3 separate regions of the Lactuca sativa genome follow, and regions 1 and 3 are each linked to region 2. Evidence: chromatin contacts called from public Hi-C data. All regions are on one chromosome and are shown on one strand. Each heading gives the region's core, a stretch centred on a gene start, on an enhancer-like site or on the middle of the called end of the contact. The rest is flanking DNA. Distances are from core to core; before and after follow the strand shown. Region 1 holds the start of LOC111904659. Region 2 holds the start of LOC111904661 (thaumatin-like protein). Region 3 holds the start of LOC111904660 (inositol oxygenase 1).

The links. Hi-C and Micro-C count contacts between places; a contact is called where the count stands out from the background.
Region 1: a Hi-C map of leaf shows a contact between it and region 2, with 7 times the contacts expected there. The contact joins the promoter of LOC111904659 here to the promoter of LOC111904661 in region 2. A contact is called at or near these places in 2 of 4 Hi-C or Micro-C datasets (leaf and seed).
Region 3: a Hi-C map of leaf shows a contact between it and region 2, with 9 times the contacts expected there. The contact joins the promoter of LOC111904660 here to the promoter of LOC111904661 in region 2. A contact is called at or near these places in 2 of 4 Hi-C or Micro-C datasets (leaf and seed).

Annotation. Positions count from the first base shown.
Region 1 is chr4:172,357,506-172,362,224 of Lsat_Salinas_v11, reverse strand. LOC111904659 reads right to left here and starts at 1,802. Exons shown (of 4, transcript XM_023900399.3): 1 at 1,458-1,802; 2 at 1,202-1,276; 3 at 1,063-1,093; 4 at 249-955. The coding sequence starts at 1,482. The coding sequence ends at 529.
Region 2 is chr4:172,511,061-172,515,595 of Lsat_Salinas_v11, reverse strand. LOC111904661 (thaumatin-like protein) reads right to left here and starts at 2,566. Exons shown (of 1, transcript XM_023900401.3): 1 at 1,441-2,566. The coding sequence starts at 2,361. The coding sequence ends at 1,621.
Region 3 is chr4:172,376,539-172,381,253 of Lsat_Salinas_v11, reverse strand. LOC111904660 (inositol oxygenase 1) reads right to left here and starts at 1,658. Exons shown (of 10, transcript XM_023900400.3): 1 at 1,326-1,658; 2 at 744-849; 3 at 347-428; 4 at 34-238. The coding sequence starts at 1,356.

The DNA.
Region 1 (4,719 bases), core at 553-3,052, 150 kb after region 2:
ACAAACGCACGACAACCTTACATACATGAACACAATTAAACTTATTTTAAACAACCAAAACATAAAACTTTTATTTCATCGTTAAATAATTTACCAGGTAAAAAGATGGTTACATTTTAAATGAAACAAAAACAAAATACTTTCTGACCTCTGGATCTGTAAATTTATTACTCTAACCTTTTAAAAACTTAAATAAAAAAGTGTAGACATGCTAAAAAACATTCAAACACACCGACACATATAGAAACTTACATAAATTGTTAACAAAATTTATTATAGAAACATAGAACTGTTGGAGTTCAAATTTTTGAAGAAGATCTAATCAGAAACTAAAAATTCAAGATCCAAACAAAAAAATAAACCTAACTCTTACTTTCTTCTTAATTCCTTTACAATATGAACATCCATGTTCATCTTCCTGATCAATTATCTTTTCCATTGCTAAAAAAAATTAAAAAGAATACATACATGTAATAAATACAAATAATCAACCTACTTAGATAACACAAATCAAAATCATACATAGATCTACACCATACACAATATGCACACAAATATGAAACATCTTAAAACATGCACACAGATCTGGAACATCTTCCACCGAAAAGACAAAAAATGGTTTCTATGTTTCTTTTGTACAGATCGAATGAGAAAAGGAACAATGATAATTAATCTGTGTGTTTGCATGTGATCTGAACGATGGGGCATCAATAAAGAAAGAAAGGAAGAGAGCGAGACTGAGGTGTGTTGAAGATTTAGATATGATATTAGAGAGAGATATATAGATGTGTTTCCATGAAGTAGAAGTGATGGTAGCAGAGTTAAATGGAGGCGAGTTGTGGCAGTGTTGAGCTTAAGATCTAAGGTTAGTGACAACTGTGGTGGTGGGTTGTGTTTCAGAAGGTTTGTTGACCAAAAAATGTATAGCTTTATTTGAGCTAAAAAGCATAAGAACCTGTGGAAGAACAATCAAACATGTGAAATCAAGAAACAAAAAGGAAGGAAAATCAAAATCTAACCCAGGAAAGCAAATAACAATGTCAGACAAAGCAAAGAATCAACCCTGCTTGACGACTTGGACTATTCCCTGCGACTATAGATGCACCAGATTAAAAACCCAAGTAAGACAAATTTCAATTTAGGGCTCGTAAAAGAGGGGGCAAAAAAATTAAACAAAAGGACGCAACAATTTTTCATTCACCTTTATGTTCCCCTTCGTCCCTTTGATTTTTGTTCCTGCAACTCCTTTCAGTAAACTTCCCTAAAACCACAATATCTGTAACAAAAAAGAGATCTAAGTCCATCAATTACAGGTTAAACTGATAGAATCTGAATGTTAACTTTCCTTCTTTAATTCTGAGTTTTATCAAACGAATAGTATAAGCTGACGAAAAGGACAAAGACAAAATATAATAACAAAGGCTTTATAACACAGATAGAAATCTGAAAGCTCTTACCAGAACAGGGGTGTTTGGTGTTCATGTCGAGGAAATATATGAGATTTGGTCAAATATGTTTCTTTGTAGTTAGGGTTTCGCACCATCACCCTCAAATCATACTGAGAGAACATGGAAGATCTGAGCGGTGAATCTTTAGGGTTTTGATGGTATCGAGAGGGAGTAGAGATGGCGGTGACTGGAGCGTATTCTTTGGTATCAAAATTTGAAATGCAGAAGATTCTAGGAGAGTGTGAAGGTGTTTGTAACCATTGGATCGTTGAAAAGGATTGACAGATATAATTAGACCCTGCTCGATCCATGTGATGTCCAGTCACCATGGTTTCCTTTTCTGCATACGTTTGCCCCCTATTTTTTATGCATCATTTAGTTGTAAAGAGAGTTGCATAAGTTGTCTTTAAGACAATTTTTTAAAGGGTAGCTTTATTTATTGTACATCATGCATCATAAGTTGTGTTTAAGACTAAATTATGTATGCTTTATAAGATGGTATATATATATATATATATATATATATATATATATATATATATATATATATATATATATATATATATATATATATATATATATATATATATATATATATATATATATAGGGTTAATTTATAATGTGGAAGATGTAGATTGTGTGGATGTATGGTTGAATGTGAGCCAATAGTTTTAATTATTATTAGAAAGTAAGTTGCTTATATGATTAAGCTAAAATAAAAATAAACTTGCAGCTAACTGAAAGAAATGGATTCAATAGGCTAAGAATGTAATTTTACATCAACAATAAATAAGGGAGCCTCAGATATTTTGTGTTAACTGATCCCATTTTCTCTTTCAACTTGCACACAAAATAAGAAAGAACTAGTTATTCGGACCATCAAATCGAGAAGGATCTTCCAAGAATCAAGGTCGATCAGAAAGCATTGATTAACGTAGTAGAATATAAACAACCAATATTCAATTTGTGATGATACAAAAAGATTAGTAATTACAAACAAGTGGGTTACATTATTCTATAAGAATGATGTGTCGAATATCAAGTTCATAATTCAAGAAGGAACAAAATTTTCTAATTCTTATGGAATTGAGTTTATTCTTGTAGAATCGTTCATTCAAATGTAGTTTTCTTTGTCTTCTAATTGAATGAAGGTTGTTAATCGAAGGATTATAATTTTTTGTTACAAAGTAATCGGTGGAATTGGTATTTAGGGTCAGTTTTGTTTTATAATTTGTGCTCTTAGTATAACAATTCTAAAAGTATTTTTTTTAGAATTGGAGATCAAAGAAGACCAAATATACAACAAGTATCGATTCTCTTGAATCCATTCACTATGTTGCTTGATTTTATAAAGTTATATTCTCTGCAATATAACTTGAATCCAAAAGGGTTTTTACCCGTCTTCCATAATATATTCAATTATATGATTTAATTTCAAATGGGATTCGCAAGTTGTTAGCGATTCTGGCCAATTATTTGCTTGATTTCAAGTGGGTTTTAAGAAGTTCTATAAAAAATTGGATGATTATTGTTCTAATTTCAAGTCGGATTTGCATGATTTACAAGAATTTGTCAATTATATGCTTAAACTCAAGTGTGTTTGAAGCTATTATTTATTTTGACTAATTCATTGCTTTCTTCGATAACGTACTTGTCATGTTTTATTGGGAACAAATTCCACAACATTTTTCTTTAAAAGGATACTCTGATTTTCAAATGAAGCATAAACAAATCGGTCTTTTTTGGTCGTGAATTTGGGGATGTCACAATATCCATCTAAGTTCATAATATGGATACCAACTCTTGCATGGTTCATTAAAACCCATAAGAATGACAATTTTATGCCCTAACAACATCAGAAATGCTAAGATATAACATTCTAAGTTTCCAAGAGTAGCTCATACTCCCAAGGATGACTCAAAGAACCATATTAAGCTCAATACAATCCCTAAACTAGATCTAACAGTTAGAGTCATCAAGATAAGAGCTTTATACCTTCAATTGCTAGCAAAGTTGATGAAGACTTTGGATCCTTACGCTCGAGTCCAACCAAAGCTTCACCACCATGATCCTCCTTCCTGAAAGAGTAAAAAAAATGCCAAAAAACTACCAACAAGGATCAAAACACACACAAAAACATCTAGGCTTTCGTGGGGAGTCATTAGAGGCAAAGAGGCTGATGATAAGATGGTATAAGAGAAAGATAAAGTGATTAAATAGTGTCCAAACCATAAAAACTAGGGTTTATCCCATATGTTCATACGCCCAACGTACGCCACATATAGCAAACGTACATGGTTGCCTTCCGTGATCAAACTTGAGCCTTGTACGCTCAACATACTCAAGTTAGCCGCATATCCTCGTAACTTCAAATGGTCATTACTTCTTCATTCCAACTCCGATTTCGACATTCTTTATATCTACGGAAAGGTAATGAGAAGCTCTACAATCCTATCAACTCTCCTTTTCCTTAAAACCTTTCGAAATTAAATCCTAAATTCATAAAAGAAGTATGAAACATCACTTTTCCCGTTTTACCCTTTGACTCCAAAACATAACCAAGGGCTAAACATTATTTTATTGAAGCCCAAGACCTTTATTTAATCCATTTATTGACCACAATCTCCAAATAAGAACAAGATGTTACAACTCTCCCCAACATAAATTAGATTTCGTCCTCAAAATCATTCATTAGTACTTCCTTTACCAATGTAGTTGATCCTGCCCGAACTTCTTGAATTTCATTTTAGACTGAAGATTCATCCCATACTGACGAACGCCTCTCAAACCTGCCATCCAAACCCTATCTTAGAAGAAATCTCTTATTCCTCCGAAATAATGAACTTTAACACTATGACCTTAGCCAAAGAAAGAAACCTAATTGCTCTGCCTGGGAACTAAAACAACTATCATACTCTTGCCAACTGGAAAACCTCATATCAGAGCAATAACCGCTCAAAGTAGGAAACTTCCCGAAAACTTGAACCCATCAATTTAAACCCCAAAAATTATTTCTTAGGACTGTTGATCATTCATTCATCGTATCGTCACTAGTCTCTGACTATGAATACCACTCTTCCATATAGACGGAATACTCAAAATATACGAACGTGAAGACTCGCAACAGGCCAACACCACACGGGCCTAAAGATACCCAACCATTAGTCCACCGACTTGTAGGAACCCAATCAACATCTCTCACAATGCTAACTGAATACAACATGGGCCATACCCTTCTATTACACATAATTCCTTTCATAGCACATGTTG
Region 2 (4,535 bases), core at 1,317-3,816:
ATATAATCTTTTATATAATAATGTTTTTAACTACTATTATTGTAAGTTATTTGTAGGCTACTTATTTAAAAATTATTTTTTTTGTAAAAATAGTTTAGGAAATATTTTAGTTAACTTGGGATTATAATTTAGGCTTTACATGTAACGCTAAAATTTTAACTTTTAACTAATTACAAAATAGTCGTTTGATTTTCTGTAAGTTTAATTAAAATTTATATTTAAGTTAACACTTACCACTATATTTAAATTAACAATTTATGTATTTTATACAAAATATTTAAAAATTATGATTTTAAACCGACAATTTTTCACATAAAATAACATATCAAAATTAATATGTTCAATATAATATATTAAAAGTTAAAGTCATCATTTTATAAGTAGAAGTAAAATATGTTAATTTAATATTGAGGTTAAGTTAATTTTAAGATTACAATTTATATTTTGCACTTACTTAAGGTTATTAACCAATTTATAATCATTATTAAAATTAAATTAAAAACCAATTTATAATCATTATTAGAATTAAATTGAAAAGTAATATGAGTTTTCAAATGCATGTGATGAAAAGAAAAAATTATATATTTCATACTTACATGGAAAATATAAAATATTCATGACTTTTAATCAGATATTTTTTTGAAACGGTACAAAACAATCATATTTAACATATATAATTAATTATTATCCACATCACGGTATATAACATATAATCGATAAAATGTATATGATCTAATATATATTAATGATTAAACCATAACACACAACGACAATGATTGTATTAAAAGAATTTAAAATTCAAGAAAAATATAAAAAATAATTTGCATATAACAACTTACAAATTTGTATATCCATAATATTAATATTTTTATAGTAAACATTCCATTAAATGCTTATTGGATATAATAATATAAGTTATAACTTATAAACCTTTGAATGTTAAATCAATTTTAAAAAGACCTTTGAGTTGTAGTAGTTAAAAAAAAAAAGTTTTAAATAAATTTGATTTGAAAAAAAAAAATACCAATGCTATATATCAAATGCTATAAGATATATAGATATAGATAAACAATAAACTTAGAAGATAAGCCTAATATGCTAATTAATAAGTCCTGCCTTACTTGGGCCATATAACCCAATAGAGCATTCGGCCCACTAACATAAACCTAATATGCTAAATTAATAAGTCCTGCCTTACTTGGGCCATATAACCCAATAGAGCGTTCGGCCCACTAACATAAACCTAATATGCTAAATTAATAAGTCCTGCCTTACTTGGGCCATATAACCCAATAGAGCATTCGGCCCACTAACATATCATCACCCAAACGACGTCGTCGAAAAGCTCAACGATCGTAGGGTTCCATTCCAGTAGTCAAACATTATTTAAATAGTTGGAATCCTCCAGTTCCACCATGTTATGTCTCCATCACATACAAATTCAGAAATCAAATTATATTATAAACTTTTGCTTTTTCAGAAACAAAAAGCCAAAGAGACAAAACATACCGAATCTAAGATAATCGATTCTAGCCAAAAACATAATTCAAAAAACACAAAAGATCCAACTTCAACTAAAAATCTATGTTATCGAAATACATAATTATATTAAAAATATTGCTAATGGTGTGGACAGAAAGTGAGAAAGTAACTAGCTCCGGTGCAAGTAGCAATACTTGTCGGATCATCGTATGCATATGAATAAGCCCTCGGGCATGCCACCTTGAAGATCCTCGAATACGCCGTCGGTTTACATGTCTGCGGGTTACCGTAGCTCCCCGTACAACAGAATCTCGGCGAGTTAAACGCCGAGCACGCGCTCTTACAGGCAACCACGCGCCGCTTGTCATGCGACCTGACCTGTAATCCCACCGGACACATCACATTTAGATCGCTAACGCACCCAGCGTAAGTGCATTTCCCGGTACCCTTAAATGGTGTTATAGATATCGGAAGGTTGTACCCGTCGACGAGACTGACGTCGTAGAAGTCCTGTTCGGCGGTGAGGGTGATTTCGGCTAAAGTCGCCGGTGGGGTACCGCCCATGCCGTTGCAGTTGAGTGACCCACCGCAGTCTCCTGTAGAGCATTTTCCTCGGCCGGAAGCGTCGAAGGCGCAGCCTTCACGGCCCCAAAGACGACCGGACCAGGCGGGTGGGAGGAAGAGAGTGTAGGATCTTTTAGGGGGGAGTTTGAAACCGCCGCGCGCGAGGACTGGTTGTCCGGCACCAGGTTGGATTCCGGGCCAAACTGGGTGGGGGCACTTGTTTATCATCATAATGGTGGTGGCGGAGACGCCATGGAAGAGGACGAGAGAAAGGAGGAGGAAGATGGAGATGCTACGGAGGTGCATTGCTTCCATTGCTGAACAGAATCAGAGATTTGCGGTAGAAAGTAGGAGTGGAACAGAGAAAGAGATGGAGAGAGAGAAAGAGTGAGAGCTAGTGACCGACTCTCAACTCGAACCACAGCAGACTACACACTACTTAATGTTAAATTTTAGGCCAGTCCGTAAGAATAATTAACGTGTTGTTTATAAAATAGAAAAAAATAAATGACTTGTACCCGAAAAAAAAAAAAAAAAAAAAGCCTAAGTCTTATATGTGTATTTGAAAAAAAAAAAAAAAAAAAAAAAAAAAAAAAAAAAAAAAAAAACCCTAACATTTTGTATTTGGTTTTAGCTATAATTTATTGGTAAACTTATCGGTGGTGTAATTCACTTAGTTAGTTTCATGGTTAATTTTGTTATCTTTTTTTATAAAATTGGTTATTGCCGTTAACTTTGTCATCTTCTATTCACACAGTCACCTGCAACTTCAAAATTGACCATTGAACCGCTACTAAGCCATAAATTGAGGCCTCCAATGTGTTCGCCCCACCCTTGTGACCATAACCCAGCCAACCTCGTTGTCTCTAGCTTCGTCGGAGAGCCTTGTTGTCGAAAACTCACCATCACCGAAAAATGGTTGTTACAACCTTCACCACCCCTTCATTCTCCAAATCGCTCACCTTTCTATTCCTCTACCCCATCGCGGACAAACTCATGCCCTCAATTGCAACCTCCTGTTAACGGAAAGTCTCGTTGGATAATCTTATTCTTGTCGGAAAATCTCAAAATCAGTCCTAAACTATAGGGATATTTAGTGTAAATTCGTAACTTTTTTGGCATTTGGTATAATTTTTTTTGCAAACTACAAGGACCAAATTTGGACTTTATACCCAATTTTAGGATTGATTTTGCAAGAAATATAACAGAGTTAAGCATGAAACTAATTAAATGGGCTGACAACTCTACATCAAAGTTGTGGCCAATACCAACAAAAAAAAATGTTAAGTCTTTCCTCAGTTACACGTGTAAAACTTCGGGATTTTATGGTATAACTTCAAGAGATAAATCTAACCCATTTTAATGGCATCATCACAAATTTGGGAAATCGGCATAATCTTGGACCATGAGATTGATTATAATTCATGTCTCGTGTCCATGTAATATCACGAAGAATGAAGGGATAGTTGATCACTTATCTTAGGGCTGATGTCTGGTATGGGTCAGAGTTCGGCAGTGGCTTTAGAAAGCACACTTTATTGTTTGGTTCAATGTTTTACGTGCAATTGTAGTTATAGATTTATCCAAATCGGAGACTGTTGGATTAAGATGTCTAACCTCATACCTAAATTAGTATATTCTTGTAATTAAAAGCAAAGTCCTTTTGGGATGCCCTCACAACTAGACATAGATTAGAATGACATTTTGAGAAAGATGAAATGATTTATTAATTTATTATGCTTAGTAAATTAATTAGAAATTGATTAAATTGATTTAGAATTTATCAATACCAATTTTGAATTAACTTTGGGCCAGTTGGAATTAATTAGAAGTACAAGGGTTGATCTGTATTTGCTTACTAATTGAGCAAATGAAGGATTCTAGAACATTCCTTGCTTGGACGGTTTTGTAGGCTCCATGTGGAGCTTATCGAAGCCTTCAAGTATTCATGAGGATAACTACTTGATTTGGTTTAAATTAATATTATTTCAAATTCAAATTAGGGTTTATCCTGGTTACCTAACAAGTATAAATGGACCCATTAGGCTATGATTTTCGATCATCTCTTCTTTGGGAAACCTCTTGTAACACCCTGAATTCAGAAGACCTAGAAAGGAAAGAAAACCTCAAGATGAGGAAGTGACTCGTCGAGTAGATTGGTGACTCGACGACTAGGAGCGTGAATTTGGTCACGAGATACTACTCGACGATTCAGAAGACTGACTCGGCGAGTTGGCCAGGTTTTGAAAAAAACCCTAAATGCGGGACTTATACCCTATTTAAAGAACATTACAACCCTTCTTCAGCCCCCTTGATACTCTCTCAAGTTCAGAACGAAACCCTAGAGCCTCCCTTGAGTTTGTGAACCAATTTGTGAGTCTTGAAGCATTTTGAAGCTTGGAAGAACAAGAAGAAGGTTGGAAGGTCAAGGAGGAAGCAGTAGATCCAGAAGATTCACTCCATTTGCTGCTCATTTTGGTAATCAAGTC
Region 3 (4,715 bases), core at 409-2,908, 130 kb after region 2:
AACTTTTTTTTTTTTTTTTTTACTGAAAAATACCATGGATCAAAGCAGTCAAATGAAGCCAATCTTGGTTTGGATAGTCTTTTCTTATGGCCTCAGCTGTCTGTAATAAGTGTTCGATTTGAGGTTCATCTAAGTCTGGATCACTCTCATCGACTATCTCATTCAACAGTTCACAACATTCCCAGATGCTCAGTTCGACTTTGTCTAGTTTTTCATACCCATGTCTCATCCTTTTCACCTATATATAGATCCATATAGTTAAAAATATAGTTGAAAATTACTTTATTGGATTTAGATTGATAAAATTAACAAAATATTTTTAGCCTTGAAATAAAATGATACTCACAAAATCAACTGTTTGGTTGATGTGATTGACCCGGTAAAAGTTTTCCACGCTCTTTTGTCTTTCACTCTCTACATCGTAATCCCTATATAACAAGATATTAATTAATATTTACGTAGAATAAGTCATGTTTTATTTAATTAATAAATGTCACAACACCTATATAGAATCATATAGACTCCAAAATCCAGTAATCTTTTTTTTTTTTTTTTTTTTTTTTTTTTTTTTTTTTTTTTTGTGACAATTTTAGTTTTTCTCTAGTAACCTAGAAATTTGATCAAAATTCCTTCTTTGTTATGAACGGTAATGGGATTTATTCTAAATTCATAAACAAATCAAACATAAAGTCCTTTATTCCAGTAGAAATAATGAAATATAAGGGGCATAAAAAGAAAAAGACCTAAAATTGTGGCCAAAAGTGTTAGCATGGGGAACACAAAATCCACCATCCAACACCAATTCTGATTTCTCCCCGTTCTTTGGGATCTGCACTTTATCTTCATTTTCTGTGCCCAAGAAAAGTAATTAATTAATTAAATTTAAAATACACCAATAAAATCAAGAAAACCTCATCTTGAAAATTGATTTATTAACAAAAAAAAAAAAAAAAAAAAAAAGTTAAGATGAATCCCAAAACTTATGATAGTATAATCAACATCCAAGCAAAATTTGATACCATTTTCTGATTTTCGTGGTTTTACTTTATACTTTTAATAATTAACAAAAAAAAAAGTAATTTTATCATTAAAATTTCTTAGAATAACATAAGATCAACATCTTCAAAACTCGTAAAAAAACATAATATCAATAATCAAAGTATATTTAATTCCAAGAAGAATTTGTGATCATACCAAAACTCGATAGCAAGAAGCATTAATTCAAGAAACCGATCTAAACAAAAGAATCCATTTTAACATCATTTATCAAAACTTGTCAAGATTGTAAATAAAGCGGAAAAAAAATAATAATAATCAATCGTTACCAAATTGGGGTTGATCCACAATGATCGTCATTTTTAGAGTGGAAACTTGCTAAAAAGTGAAAGACAGAATTTAATGGTGGTGTGAAGATAAGAGAAGAAAGATGGGTGGCAAATTGTGAAGAAAAAACGAGGGTATTTATAACATGCCGGAAAGTCCTTCCCTGAGAATTCAGGGTCTCCAAGTCCTTCCCTGAAAACCCAAACTCTTGCCACTCCTTCATTTGAAAAAACAATTTTTTGTTTCTTTTATTAATTGATTTTGAATTTTGGGTTTTAAATACGAAAAAAAAGGAGAAAATAATCAAAATGTTGATAGGTGTAGAGACGGGAGGGATTCTAGGATTGTTGGCAAGCGGCAACCGTTGAAAAAGGAACCGGGCCGAGGTTTAAGATTTTTTTGATAGGTGGGGACGCACGTGACTCAGCCATGCGTTGGCATAAACTCTCTCAGCCACTTGCTCTCTCTTTCGCTCACGTAACGTTTAGGAATGCTTTCAAATCGACAATGAGTTTGACATCTATCTTGAGTCTAATTATAATGATATATAAGATAAGATGTTTTATCATTTATTAATGGGTTAATGAGTAAAATAATAAGAAAATGGCAACCATGCATTATTAGAAAATAATCATCTTTTCATAAATTTAAAGAAAATGACCCGTGAAATGGAAAAGAATGATGGTCACACGTTTGCAAATTTTCTTTGGAACAATCTTTGCGAGTTTCACTTGAAAATTGGAACCTAGGAGAAGACGAAAACCATTAAAAGGTTTTTATGATCGTTTTGTGCAAGTATAACGGCTTCGAAATCAAATAATTACTACTTAATATTTGGAAGAGCATTAGATATGAGTCACGTTATAATACAAAATTCATATGTCACTTCAACCGTAACACCACCATAATACCAAAGGGAAAATGATATTCCCCATATTATAACATGTTAAGAGATAGAGAGAGAAAAAAAAAAATGATTTGATTGGTTGATAAAGGTAACAACCAATTAAACTTCATGTTGCATATTGTCTTCGTCACAAGGAGATATGTCATAACACCATCTTAACAAGATTTGGGGGGGGGGGGGGGGGGGGGGGGGGGGGGGGTTATATTGTTACGACTAGGTTATGAGATACCACAACAACAAAAAGTACCACTTTTGTTGCTCATATCATATGCTCTAATGGTCCTAAATATATTATATCTTATGACTACACGATTTAATATGTGACTGCGTGAAACCCTCAAATAGTTCAAGATGTTGTCATTTGAATGTTTTTCAAGTATGTTCAAGATGTTGTCACTTCAACGTTTTTCATGTATTTTCTAGTACCAATGTAGTTGTTTGAGTACATGTGTATAAAATACATTTATTTATGTCTTCCAGTTTGTTAAAATGGAGTAGATTTCGAAATAAAAATTTCGGAAAAAATGGAGCCATTTTTCATAAAAGTCATTAAGTTTATATTAAAATTCACTTTTGACATCACATTATTTTTTGTCGTAATTTGATCGTGTGTTTCGAGTTTGTTATAATTCTAACCACTTTACCGGTCACTCGATTGATTGCTGACGTGACATTCTAACATGCCATTTTTTATGATGTGGCGTTCTTATTTGTCAAAATTTTAAAGAAATAACTCACAAAATACACTAAATTTTAATGTTTTTTCAATTTTTGCAGTAAGTTTTAATTTTTTTTTTTTTCGATTTTGATATTGGTTCCATTTTGATCATCTTTTTTTTTTTTTTTTTTTTTTTTTTCTAATTTTGTTTAGTTTTGATGAACCATATTCTTTATGTAGTTATTGATGAATGTAAATAATTTAGAATGAATATAATGGGAATCGATTAGTATATATAAGAAAATAAATGGAATATAAACATTTCACTAAATAATAAGTATCTTATTTTGGAAACATAAAATTTCATATAAATGCATAATAAATGTGGTATAATAGTTAAAATATCTTTTTTGTTTGGAAACAACAATAGATTTATTAAGGGTACACCCCAAAGCAAGAAGCTAAATAGGGACCCAAATCAAAACATGGAATTCAAGTACAATTACATCAAGGAAAAAGGTGAAACAAGCCAATCTTCTTGGCTACAAAAACCACCCTTAACCCTATTATTAATCCAAATAAATATCAGGGATTTAACATTCTCAACTACTTTTGGATAGGGTGTTAAATCTTGCATGAAACAACCATTCGTTTCTAACTTTCCAAAGCACCCAAATCAATCTGTAACAGATAGTAATGAATCTTTTTCATTTTTTAGTATTGTTTCCCTATTTTGTAGCAAAATCCACAATGTCCCTCACATCGTGTGCTTCTAGCGGATCAATTCCACACCACCTGAAGATCTTCTCACGTACTGGTGCAACAAATTGGCAACTAACAAGGATGTGGTTAGCACACTCAGACTCACCAATACATGATCCACATAGAGTCGAGTCAAGATTAAGACCTCTATGGGATAATGCAATCGTTGAGGGGATCCTCCCTTGTTGAGACTAGCGGGTGTGCCCCCCCACCCCCCTCCCCCCCAACATCTCATATTTGTTCGAGCAATATTAGTCATAAAACCTTAATACTTGTTTTAAGCTCATAGTAAAAACTGGTCACCAAAGAGGTTAAACCCACACATCCCACAAAAAGCCCAATTTCTTTATGCAATTTACACACACAATAACACACAAAAAAAAAGTGAATACATCAACCACGGCAAGTCGGGAACTAGAATTACAATCATCAACATTCCGAATTCTTTTTCAAGAAAATGTAACTTTAAATTCTTATTAGTTGTGGTTAATATATGATTTTTCTATACTTCATGGTTAATAATTATCATGATTAGTTTCTCAATTTCTTGTAGTCATAATGTTAATCATAATAAATATTGGCATTAAACTTCCAATCCTTTATCTTGTTTCTATGATACTTTAATTTACCTTCAAAATAAATACACAAGTTTTAAAAATTCTCAATTGGAATTCCGCCCAAGAACACCTGGCCAACTAATCAAAGGCGTTCATGTCTGACCATGAATCAAAGAATCAGAAAGGTGTTGGCTTGTAATAAAGAAAACACTCTTTAAAATAATTGGGCGATGATCCGACGCAATTTTGTCTAAAAAAAGCATCAAAGTATGTTGACCACACTCTCTCAAACTAGGAATCTATCCAATTTACACATTTATTTTCATTTCTCCTATTTCAGGTGAAGTTAAACCTCCCATTAGAACATTGATAAGATTGAAATCGATTATGAAGGTAAAAAAACCTCTCATAATATTATGGTTTGAATGTAAAAAAAAACATTGTATTTATACAAAAAAAAAAAATATGGTTTTTAAATGAGAAAGATGTATATATATATATATATATA